Regions from separate parts of the Mus musculus genome. Here regions 1 and 2 are each linked to region 3. The links are chromatin contacts, called in public Hi-C and HiChIP or PLAC-seq maps. All regions are on one chromosome and are shown on one strand. Each heading gives the region's core, a stretch centred on a gene start, on an enhancer-like site or on the middle of the called end of the contact. The rest is flanking DNA. Distances are from core to core; before and after follow the strand shown.

Region 1 (4,050 bases), core at 1,423-3,922, 160 kb after region 3:
TAAAGTTCTGGTAAGAGTTTTGAAATATTCAAATATAGGCTTTGGCCTCCTGAAAGAAGCTAACGTCTGGAAAGTTCTGATCTCATTTTGTTTGTATGGTATTATTTTCCAATTTAATCTGTTTAGTTAGGAATTTTGAGAATTATGGAACTGAATACATTTCAAGAGACATTGAGTTTTGTGGAATCAAGGACTTTTTCATACACACATATTTTAGCAGCTGTCTCAAGCAAGTTCTCTGCTATATAAAAGAGGTTATGTTAATTTAGCACATTCCAAATTAGGCATTCCAGACTGAAGCAATGATTGAAATAAGTTACTGGTAGAATATTAACAAGACAAAAAAAAGCAGATGATATGACTATACTCTTCACAGTTTATAGAGTTGGGATGGAAGGGAATGGTTGAAATGCTGGGAAGCAATTCTTAATCTTTGAACTTTTGTAAAATAATTCATAGTACAAAGCGTCAGAGTGATCACTTTTCTAATGGCATTAAACATGTTTTATTGAGGATGCTGAAGAGTCAGTCGGGCCCGCAGAGAAAAGCATTTCTTGCTCTTTCAGAGGCCCTGAACTTAGTTCCTAGTCCCTACCCAATGGCTCACAGCCATCCCTAACCAATGTCCTCTTCTCACCTCTACAGGACCAGGGATGCATGCAATGCACATCTCTATATGGAGCCAAAACACCAAGACACGTGGAATAAAACTGATAAATCTAAAAGGGAAATTAAGCTATTTGATATAATATAGCTGATATAATTTGGAGAGAAAATGATAACTATTCAGTGTTTCATGGCTGTTCCTTGTGATTCTTTGGTCATTTTTCCTTACCCTTTTCAAGCAATATACTAAATAGCTAAATTGGAGAAGTAGTAGAAAGTATATGTCCTTCCTCTTAAAATATAAGAGTGAAATTGGGACTGTTTTCTGCTTGAAGTTGTATTAAGCTCAATCATTACTCTAGTTTTCCAGTACATCCCATTTTGCCCCACCCAACACCCGCTGTCTTCCTTACTCTTATGTCCCGGGTAAGCTGTGTCTACTTTGATGAGGCAAAGAGTCTTTGCCCCTGGAATTGGAAGGCATCTCCCTCCCGTTCTCTTTGTCTCCTAACTATGTCTCATCAATCACTTGTGTCAAGAGCTGCCTGGACTAGCGACCAGCCAGCCAGGATCCTTAGATGCTACTGAAGCCTGAAGCTATGAAAATGCACACAGATCAAGACTTCTCAGGAAATCAATTACCACCATTGGATTCCAACCCAGGGACACAATTTTACTTTTATCTTTGAATACCAGCTCTAAGCTCCTCAAAGGTGACAAGGTTTGTATAATTACAAGCATTCCTATTATATAACTACAGAATTGCATCTGGAGAAAAAAGTTAGCCAATTTATGCATAACTTCTAATCTCAGTGAAGAGGTCAAAGAAGACGTGAGGATAAGAGAACTCATATTTTATGAGTTACTTTGATCTGAAGTCCAATTCCATAAGGTAGAAACCAAGCCCTCTTTAATGATTTCTGCCAGGTTCCAAGATTCATTTTCTCTTTTCTCCCTCCTCCTCCTCATTCCTACATCCAAGTCTGCTACATTCAGAATAAATATGAGTTTAGAACATATTTGCTTTCCCGTTTCCCTGTTTGGATGCTTATCCTAAGTACACTTTGACTTATTAGCATTTATGGGTTTTTGATGAAACTCATGTTTTAAGGTTAGGAGAACAGAGTCCCTTTGCAAATCAAATAGCAACAAGCTCACCATATTGCTACCTCCTTTATTTCTCTTCCTTAGCTCCATCCTTCCTTAAATTAGTAATAAGAAAATCTGCCCCCATATACAACACAGAGCAGTAAAGCTCCTATTTAAAATCAATGGGGCCAGCCTTCCAGTCTAAGTGCTTTCTGCAATAAATATAGTTGTTTTCCTCTATGGTAGCATGCTGACATGTTTTACTCATGTAATAGTGGATATGGCTCTGGTTATACTAAGCCCATGTGTAGCAAGTTTACCAGGGCAGACACTAAGCATCTTTATTTCCCACTCTTTCAGAGGTAGATGTATAATGATATGTATGTACATAAAGGGGAGAGACAAATTACCTCATCTTCAGCTGATCTATAGTATACAGTTTCACATTCATACTAAGATTTTTTGTATAAGTGATCTCAGAAGTTTAATTTTCTCAATTTCTCAATGCTAGAAATCTTTAGTTACTTAATTAACAGCAGGGCAAAGACAAGGGATTGAGTCTCTGGCCCTTGATCTGATGTGCTTTCCACCACATTAGACATTATCCCCAGTGGCCTTGCTCAACTAAATAATAACTCTGGACCTCTGATTAGAGACCAGGAAGTACTCTCCTTCTTGATCGAGGTTGACCTCAAAGCTCTAGCTCATTTATTTCTATTTTTGTTCTTCCAGAAAAAAAAAAAAAAGTCATCCTCTCCTTTTAAAATGATGCCGTGCTTGGAAACATAGAAGAACCCAAGAAGAGTCCTTTCTTTTCTCAAAAATAAATTGAAAGGTCTGGTTTCGTTTGTTTGCTTCCTTGTTTTGGGTGAGGTTGTTCTTCAAAAAGACCTGGTGCACGCTGGCCTTGCAGCCGTCTGCCACTACATGCTCAAGTACTGTGGTTTTAGAAAAAATCTGGCCACCCTTCCTTTGATATAAAAGAACCACATGGGGTTGAGTCATACACTGTGGAGGGAACACAGCTAATTATGGGATGTGCTGGGCCCAGGGAAGATGTTAACTGCTCCATAATTACAACCAAAGGCCAAGGGGAAAGTCATGGAAAGCCAGCTAATAGAAGGAAGGGAGCATACCACCACTGTATCTGGGACCCCAGGCTATTCAAAAGTGGTCACATTCACACACTTTTGTTCCCATGTAACTTCCTACGTAAGAACTGATTGGTGTTCAAGAATGCTTATGATTCTTGAACCAGTTTTTAGTAAACTCCTGTCTTAACTATGTCAGGGTTCGATTATTTGGATAAAGTTAAAAGATGCACAAAGGCTTCGCAACTCTGTTCTCTTCATTAAAAGCCCAGAGAGAAGCTCTGTTTGGATGAAGCTGAGAAGAGACAGGGATGGCTAGGAAGAAGTGACTGAGAGACTCATGGAGGGCAGAAAAGCTTTTAATCATCAAGGTCATGTCACAGAAGTATTTGTAACCTAAAAGACTTCCTTTCCCCCCTCTGTTTTAAACAATATCAAATCCTCTATTACAGTGTTTTTAATATAAATTGTATTGCTAGACATCAACTATTCTATTTAATATAGAAAAGTAACATTAGTAACATAGTATAGTGGCCAATTTCATAAAGGATTCTACATTCACAAAAGGTCCTATAGTTTAGAAGGGCCATGCTCTTAATCTTAACGTGTACACAACTGACTAGTTTCTTACATTTTATTTAGATTTGACTCAAATTCTGATTAATTTAAATAACTTCCCACAATGACACAGAGTGGGATAAAAGTAGCCATGCAGCTTTAACCAGCCATGTTTCATGATTGTGAGCAGTAATGTAAATGGTGAGAGTATTGGTAGGACATAGAGCAACTGGTTGACCTGGAACCGAAAAGGACAGGACCATAGAGGATATTAATACTCACTGTGAGAAAACACAGCACGCATGTGTAGTCAATCTCCCTGGGATGAGAATTGTTTCATCCCAGCTATGAGAATCAGACTCATCTATGAATCAAAGTTTACAACACACAAGTTCTAATTCAGAAGATCCCAATTGGCATCCTTGACTTCCTTAACAGTAACTTTGTTGTGGCATGATTTATAATGCATGTAATAAGTATACAACTCACCAGGCTTAATGACATACACCTTCAATACCAGCACTAAGTGGAAGACGTAAGCCATCCTCTGGTGAGCTGAAGCTAGCCCAGTCAATGTAGCATAGTGAGTTCAGGCCAGCCAAGGCTACATAGTAAAACTTTCATTCAATAAACAAACAAACAAACAAAGTGTGTAACTAAGTGATTTTTAAAGAATATTTGGGAGGTTTTGCACCCATCAGCACTA
Region 2 (4,401 bases), core at 1,610-4,109, 190 kb after region 3:
AAAACCAATCGAAAACCACTTCCTAGGACTTTGGATGACAAGTGTGTATGTTCCTTCTCCCACATGATGATGGCCACTACCTAGCCAGCTGCCTGATGCCTGTATGATGAAGTGACATGTTTGTTCAGAAATTTTAAGTTACAGTATTACAAAATTCACAGGTCATATTCTTTGCTTAGTGATTAAATCTATCCTTTGATGACTTTTTATTTGGAAGTGATGCATTTTTGTAACTGTCATATTTGTCCTCTCTTATCTTTCCTGCATTCTAATCATTTTTTGTCCTCCCTTTTCTCTCCCACTGTCCTGTCTTTTTGTTTTGTTTCTAACCTGCCGATTTCATCTCTGGTCATCTTGTGACCATGAGTTTGAAACTTTCCTGTGGAACATGGTGAGTTCCCCATTGGGTACATTGCCCAAAACAGTGACTGCCCCTCACTGTTATAGATCAGTAGCCAATAAATAGAGACCCATGGTCCCCTCCCCTATCCATGCTTTACATTATTTACTAAAAATATATTCTGTTCTCTTTCATTGCTACCCTAACTTACTCCTGGCAAAAGTCTACTGCTATCGTTCTTCACAAGGATTCCAACACAATAATTCTCTCTTGCTGGTGTAGACAACTTGACAATTTAATGTTTTCTATGAACACCTGTAGATAAAGAAAGAAGAAAGATGGGGCTAGAGAGATGACCCAGTGATTAAGAGCACTGACTGCTCTTCCAGATGTCCTGAGTTTAATTCCCAACAACTGCATAGAGGCTTACAACCATCTGTAATGGGATATGATGCCCTCTTCTGGTGTGTCTGAAGACAGTAACAGTGTGCTATTATACATAAATAAATCCAGAGAGAGAGAGAGAGAGAGAGAGAGAGAGAGAGAGAGAGAGAGAGAGAGAGAGAGAGAAACAGACTTGTAGGTTATACTGAGAATAAGAATGGAGCCAAGACACAGAGCCTGTTTTCTGTTTGTTTGAGGTATTTTGACATCATTAAAAGCTTTTTTATTTCCCAAGTATCTTGCTTCCATGAGCTGTCAACATTATTTACTAATCTGCCTAAGAAATTGCAAGCGTCTGGGAATTTTTGTGTAGTTCAGTAATCATTCTTAAGAATGTCTTCCCTGATGACTAAGGATGTTGAACATTTCTTTAGGAGCTTCTCAGCCCTCCACAGGACCAAGTTTCCTCAGTTGAGAATTCTCTGTTGAGCTCTATTCCCCTTTTTAGTCAGGTTATTTGATTCTCTGGAGTCTAACCTCTTGAGTTCTTTGTATATATTGGATCTTAGCCCTCTATTGGATGTAGGATTGGTGAAGATCTTTTCCAAGTCTGTTGGTTGCCTTTTTGTTCTATTGACAGAAGCCTGATATGGCTGTCTCCTGAGAAGCTCTGTCAGAGCCTGACAAAGACAGAGGCTGTAGCTCACAGCAAACCATTGAACTGAGCTCAGGGGTCTCCATTGACTAAAGGAGTTGAGGGAGCTTGCAGTCCCATGGAGGGAGCAACAGTGTCAACAGGCCAGGCTCCCTGGAGCTAATTTGCAAAGAATAAATAAGTACTAACAAATAAATAAAACTTTGAACTTGGTTAGAATTTTTCTATACCCTCTGTAATTAAAGGCTATCAAATCTACAAACCTTTCATTATAATCTTTAAGGGCTTTCTAGATTTCTTCTTCTCCCCCATCATCTCCTCATCTATTGACAGAAGCTATTTCCTACAGATGCAATGTTTATTTCCTAAGTAATTAGTTTTGAAGTCTGCTTCCTCCTTTCTCTCCATATTACAACTACTCCAATCTATACCTTTCAGTGACTCATTTGGATTTCTGGCAAGAACTAAGGGGTCTTATCCATAACTCTGCTTACAAGACAGACTTTCTTAAATTGAAACTCTATATTGTCACCTTTGCATACCTTCTTTGAGAATTCCCACAAAATCCTCACCTAGGGCCTCTATCTACAGCACTCCAACAAGTCCAAAAAATGCTATAGACTCACTCCTAAGGTTAAATACTATTTCTTGCCTCGGGACCTTTTAGAGATACTTGATGCCCTTGCCTGCCATCTGCATTTAACTGTGGACTCCATTAAGTATAGGAACCATATCCAGTCTATCAGTGAAGCCACACCAAACAAGAGTGCTGGCACCTGGGAGAAGGAAACAGAAACTGGTGACTTTTAAATCACTTCAACAATTCCAAACGAAAGAGCTGATGGTTGAACGCAAATAGTAAACCTTTGATTATGCAGACATACCTGATTGTCACAAAAATACATGGTGTCTCCATTTGGGCCCAGAAGAGAAGCTTAGGATGACATGTGGGTGGCAAGCAGAGAAAAGGAAAAGAACAGAAGAACACATCACTCCATCACTTAGTGCAGGGCTAGCCCTGATGAGCAGGGTGGGGGCAAAAAGCCTTCCTATTCAGCACATAAGTAAAGAATACCAATTACTTCTCTCTTAAGCAGGGCCAGGGCAACTCAATGGCAAACCAAAAAGGATGGGCACTGCATTCCTGAAAGGAAGCTAATGGGTCTGCTGCCATCAGCCTGGTTGACAAAGGAGACATGCTCCAGGAGCCACTGTTCTAAAGGCTGGTACACCACAGGCAGGCATGCTTCTTGGAAAAGACGTCTGGTAATTAGGAATTCAAGCCTAGCCCCAGCTTTTCAGATGGAGCCTTCTAATTTTCTTTTGCCCTCCTCTGAGCTGCTTCCAGGAAACCTGCTTTGTCCTCTGCTGTGGTTGGGAAGATCAAATGAGTATTTTACTGAAAGAGCAGGCCTCTCCTCTCCTCCCTTCTCCTGCTTGGTCACCAGGAGTTACGGTTCACACAAGAACACCCCTGGAGTGTGACATGGGGCCACCTCCTTTCTCAGGCAGTGGTCCATGATGTGGGATGAGAGAGCACATGAGGTCAAGGTTAAAGATCAAGCCTCCTGCTCCAAACTTTTACTGGTGGCAGCCTGATTTCACCATGGAAACTACCATTTGCAGTAGAATTCTTTGTGACATATTTTCAGCTCAGAAAATTTTTGGATGCCTTTGTGACATTCTTTCAAAATTTCACTTTCACTAGCTAATTTTTTTTTACCAAAAAAACTTTACCAGAAGAATTAGATAAAATCAGAAAGAAACAAAACAAAACAAAACAAAACAAAACAAAACAAAACGCACTGCCTTCCCTACCAATAGGAATAAAAACTATTTGTTGAAATAGAAAAACGAAAGGATCAGATTCCATCTTGATAACCAATGTTTTCTCTAATTTTGCAATACAATTTCCAAACCTACCCCAAAGAATCTCTTGCATTCTTCCCATGGATAGATAATATGACTTCCCCACAGAATGTTTCTAAGTCCTCACCTCTTCTAATCTGTGCCTGTATGCCAGTGCCTAAACCAATACAGTACACAATCTCTCATCCTAACGTGTGTCCCACTCATCAGCTTGTGACTTTCTGGACCACAAGGCTTTATCTCAGTTGACCACCAAAAAGTCATTATTTCCGTCCAAATAAAAACTGCAATGCCTACCTGCTGCACTGAGCTCACTGTGGGCAGAGATCATGCCCTGACTTCAACATTTAGAGGTCAAAGAATAAATATAGTCCCACTTTGACCAAAATACTGCCATGTCCCAAATTATATTCCAGTATATGCTTGACTATTTCTGACATTCATTTTTTTCTCATTAAGCTGAATTCTGCAGATGGAAGGATTTCTTGGTGTCTTAAGTCTAGCCCAGAAAAAGCTTGGAATAGGCAGATGTCATCACTTACAAATGTGAGTGCAACTGGACACAGCAGTGGCAATGGAGTTTCTTTCCTTATTTTTTAACACAAATTATTTGCATTCAAAACACCAAGAGAGCTCCATCCCTAGACCCTAGATTCAATGAAGTTAAAAAAAAATGTTGGGTGCTACCTCAGGGCCATTTTGGAAGGAGACTTGCATATTTTGTAAATCACAAGGCCTCTGGAACAAGGAAAGCTCAATTTCTTTGAGGATGCCACAGTATTTTAAACCATTGACTACTCTCCGATTTAAATAACAACATTCCTCATATTGAGCAACTCATGATGCTTCCTTCCTTCTTGCTGTAAAATGGTATGTTGCTAACAACTGCTAAATTACTGCCATATTTGCTTGTGTTTGTATTGTCTGTGGTTCTCATAGATCTTCCCTCTCATCAGCTCTGGGAGCAACACACTAACCTTCTTTAAAAACAAAAAAGGAGAAGTCTGGCTTTTCCATAAACAAATATACTCCACTTTATTTCCTGCACCATTCACAACCCTTCTAGATGAGCAGGCATCCTACATAGTACCTATTATGTCATTTCAGAGCACCACAGTAACACTTGGCATGTTCTCCAGTTTTATTTCTTTTT
Region 3 (4,021 bases), core at 1,184-3,683:
CCCAAGATCAATTCCAACTGGAATTGAAGTGAGGCCTGGTGGTGAAGACCATAATCTTAGATCTCAGTAAGGTTGAGGTTGGGGTCAGTGCAGACTTCCAATCCAGCTGGGCCACACTATCTAGTGATGATGCAATAGTAACCATGCAGAATTCATACCATGGGGAGATGGTTCAGTCAGTAAAGTGCTTGCAGCACTTGCGATACAATTATGGGTACTAAAGTATGATCCCAGGTAAACACAGTACTGGTGCATTCCCATGTTTCTAGCCCTGTGGTGGGGGCGACTTTCATGGTATCTGAAACTTATATTCAGCTAAGGTTGATATTGGTCAGCACCCTGGATCCTTCTGTCTCCATCACCTAAGTGCTGGAAAAATAAGGTACAGGATAGGCATGGCAACATGTGCTTTTAATCCCAGTCCTGGGATGGCAGAGGCAGGCAGAGGCAGGCAGAGGCAGGCAGATCTCTGTGAATTAAAGGCCAGCCTGATTACAAAGTGAGTTCCAAGATAGGCAGAGCTACATAGACAAACCATATCTCCAACAAGCAAGCAAGCAAGCAAGCAAACAAACAAACAAACAAACACCCTTTGCCCCCCCCACACACACACCCTGCAAACCCTTATTTTAGTAAATATTTCCTATTAGCACTAATTTACATTGCGTGCATTTGTTATTTTACTCTTACAACTAAGAAAATGTGGACATATATTTAATATGATTTTAAATGTTTTTACTTGCTGTCTCCTTCTACAACACCAGGGTTGTTGTTACAGCAGAAACAGGCTTAGAAAGACATACATATTTTTATAATCTATGTCTCAGAATGTCATACCTTTTGGAGGGTAGGGTGGGGCATAAAGGAGTTAGCTTAAATTTATAACTCCATGTTATAACCCAGTATTGTGGAAAAGTTAGGGTAGGGACTTCAAATTTGTCACATCACATCCAGAGCCAAGAGCTGAGAGAAAAGAATGCATGCACGTGTACTTGCTTGTTTGTATCTTTATTTCTGCACTTCTAGCTCAAGACACCTTGCCTAGGGAATGGTTCTGCCCACAATGGGCTGAGTCTTCCCACATCTATTTATTAAGGCAGTGCCCTACAAACAGACCCACAGGCCAATTCTGTGTAGATAATCAATCTCTCATTGCAGCTGCTTTTCCAAATGATTCTAGGTTTTGCCACTACTGCACCCTGACATCACGTTACATTTTGAGAAAAATGTTTTCAGCTAATATCCCAGACAACTATTCCTGAACAGAAATAATAGCTCTGCCACTTACACAGGGCTTGAAAGTTAACATTTAGGTTTATTTGGATGGTAAGTGTTGTTATCACACTGTTGTTGCAGTAGAAACTAAAACACAGGAGACTAGTATAGAATCATGCAGCTTTTCCTTCCTCCAAAATGTCTTGATGGAGTGAACTACTTTGAACTCATGATAGCATGAGATCCATCGTGCTGTGAAGAGGTGGAGCTCCTCTTGTTGACAGAAGAATTTGCCCTACTCAGGAGACATCTCACTAACCCAGCTCCTGATAGAGAAGCCAGTTCTGCAAGGAGTAATCACGCTGTAAGCATCACATTATATGCAGGTTTGAGTGACCACCTACAGCTGACTTGAGAGTTGCCTATGGCATCTTGGAATGGGAATTCAATTTGGAAACAGTGACTTCTAACCAGTGAGACGGCTGATGGGTGGGAGAAGAACCTTATTTTGCAAATCTTTAAACGTGCCAACAGCAGAGGGCAGTGAAGAGGCAACTTAATGGGTGAAGAGGCGTTTGACCAGAAGCTTAGTGGTTAGGACTCTAAGGAGCCAACAACCCTTTATGAAAGAGGATGCTGGGAAGGGAAGCGATGCTTGTAAGGTTTTCCTACTCCAGGTACAAAGAATTTATTCTTCTGGTTCTCCCTAGCTTCTGACAACCCAGGTAAATATGAGTTGGACAAATAAATTCTTTAACGGGCCCAGGACACTTTGCATGTTAACGACTACAAACTCTCAGTCGTTTTTGAGGACAATGCCATCCCTACGCGAGAGGGATTATTTGGGGAGCTACAGAATCTTTGGGAAGGAGTTTAGATAATAGGCCAAACGAAAACCTCAGCCTTCTCCCAGAAAGGGTACAGTGACTGAGACATGTGGCAATAGGCTGCTGAAGTTGAAACCTCGGGTAGAGGAGCCAGAGCCTGGAGGCTGCCCAGCGGCTCCCCCAAGTGTACTCAGCCTCTCACCACAGGTCACAGCTGCCCTGAGGCTAGCCGCTGGCAGAAAAAGCTTCGGAACTCCCAGAGGCAGCGGGACAGCTGCTGCCTTGTTCTTCAGCTCAGCGGTGGCTTTCTCCTTCTTTTCTTCTTCCTTCCCCCTCTCTCTCCCCCTGCAGAAATCAGTCATTCCCTTCCCTTGTCCCACGCCTCCGCGCAGGATCCTCCCACTCCGGCTCCTAAAGCGTTAACCCCGGAGTGTCCCAAAGCCCCACCACTAGCTCCCAAGGTTCCTAAAAAGGAACAAGGTTTGTCCAGACAGAGACTAATAGATCAAAGGCAGGGCATACTTCCTGTTGCCCCGACCTTATATAAAACGTCATGATTGCCTGGGCTGCAGAGACGCACCTAGCACTGACCCAGCGGCTGCCTCCTGAGGTTTCCCGAGGACCACAATGAACAAGTGGCTGTGCTGCGCACTCCTGGTGGTAAGTCGTGGGCAGGAGGCTGCTGACCACCTGGGCTCGGGACCTCCCCTCCTGCTGATGGGGACCAAGCCCGGCTACCTCAGGAGGGAGCTGGGGTTTGGTTGGAACACGAAGCCTCTTTCTAGCTACAGCAGCAGGCTGCCCTGAAGAGTGAATGGCTTTTTCATGAAAAGTTCCAGCTGAGTTTATGCAGATGGGAGAGGGACACGGAGAGAGGCCTTTTTAAAGACTTTTTTGCTTGGTTTTTATTCATTTTATTTACCTTATTTATTTACTTACTTATGTTCTTATGTGGAACACCATACCTTCGCTTCACCGAACTTTTTTATTACTGCAGGTGTTGGAAAGAGAGGCCAGACTTTTTTGAAACTTCTGTAGAAAAGTTTGGATGGAGAGGATAGTCTGAAACAACATTAGCCTAACTTACATATGGGTTGTGGGCAATACAGAAAATATTCTCTTATTTTTCTGTGCAATTTGCTGTTTTACTAAAGTTCTATTAGTCTAGTTCTCAACTTCAGTAGTGTGAAAAATATGAACAGACTAATGATTATTACGTTGTAGAATATAGTTAAACAACCAGATCAGTTCAACTATAAAGAAAGATGGTTCAAACCTGTTTTGAAACGTTGTTTGGAAAATAAAGGAATCTCTTTTATTGGCTCAGGCATTTGGCAAATTGTTATTTAGGTTTATAGACAAGTTTTTTCCATGCCCCAAATTTGTTTCCTTCACATCAGTAGCCTGTGAAACACATGAAGTTACAAATCAGACAGAGAAGTCTGTCTTTGAGTGATTTCTCTGTCTGGAATGCACTAGAGTCAGTGTTTCAATTTCATCCTCCTGCTCACATAGTGAGAATTAAAAACTATGTAGTCTTTCCCTGAGCTTCAGGGACACACAGACAATCATATGTAATACCAAAGTCACTTAGGAAAAAGTGGACAGGAGAGTATACATACATATGCCAACTTCATGTGTACATATGCAGATATGTATACATGTATATACATATATATTACATATATCCACTAATATGGACATATGGAGAATTTTCTAATTTTACTTTATTTTAGGTGTATATGTGGTTCCCTTGCATGTATGTCTGTGTACTGCTTGTGCATCTGATGCTAACTGAGGCCAGAGGAGGGCATCAAGTCCCTTAGAACCGGAGTTACAGACAGTTGTGAGCTGCCATGTCGGTGATGGGAATGAAACCCGAGTCTCTGGAAGAGCAGCCAGTGCTCTTGCTGAGCCATCCCTCCAGTTCCACTAAGAAGAACTTTTTAAGAAGTGCAATTTTTAGAGACAGTGAGATG

What was found. A called contact is a pair of places that touch in the nucleus more often than the background predicts. HiChIP or PLAC-seq counts read pairs in DNA pulled down with a chosen protein or histone mark.
Region 1: a Hi-C map of embryonic fibroblasts shows a contact between it and region 3, with 3 times the contacts expected there. The contact joins the enhancer-like site here to the promoter of Tnfrsf11b in region 3. A contact is called at or near these places in 1 of 39 promoter capture datasets (embryonic stem cells), 2 of 484 Hi-C or Micro-C datasets (embryonic fibroblasts and macrophages), 1 of 115 datasets of contacts at active chromatin or transcription factors (pancreatic cancer cells) and 2 of 9 other capture datasets (adipose tissue and pancreatic islet).
Region 2: an H3K27ac HiChIP or PLAC-seq map of vascular smooth muscle cells shows a contact between it and region 3, with 5 times the contacts expected there. The contact joins the enhancer-like site here to the promoter of Tnfrsf11b in region 3. A contact is called at or near these places in 3 of 484 Hi-C or Micro-C datasets (MC3T3-E1-derived osteoblasts, adipose-derived mesenchymal stem cells and cerebellar granule neurons), 2 of 115 datasets of contacts at active chromatin or transcription factors (the 230-238 cell line and vascular smooth muscle cells) and 1 of 9 other capture datasets (adipose tissue).

The regions. Positions count from the first base shown.
Region 1 is chr15:54,119,288-54,123,337 of GRCm38.p6, reverse strand. No RefSeq gene overlaps it. Among named protein-coding and RNA genes, the nearest start is that of Tnfrsf11b, 160 kb to the left of the region's middle. Within about 2 kb of position 2,672, at least 32 of the 459 cell types and tissues checked have an H3K27ac peak or open chromatin away from gene starts, as enhancers often do. A contact at or near this core is called in embryonic fibroblasts and pancreatic cancer cells, where this site is marked.
Region 2 is chr15:54,088,194-54,092,594 of GRCm38.p6, reverse strand. No RefSeq gene overlaps it. Among named protein-coding and RNA genes, the nearest start is that of Samd12, 190 kb to the right of the region's middle. Within about 2 kb of position 2,859, at least 4 of the 459 cell types and tissues checked have an H3K27ac peak or open chromatin away from gene starts, as enhancers often do. A contact at or near this core is called in vascular smooth muscle cells, where this site is marked.
Region 3 is chr15:54,276,896-54,280,916 of GRCm38.p6, reverse strand. It overlaps Tnfrsf11b (tumor necrosis factor receptor superfamily, member 11b (osteoprotegerin)), which reads left to right and starts at 2,433. Exons shown (of 5, transcript NM_008764.3): 1 at 2,433-2,702. The coding sequence starts at 2,670.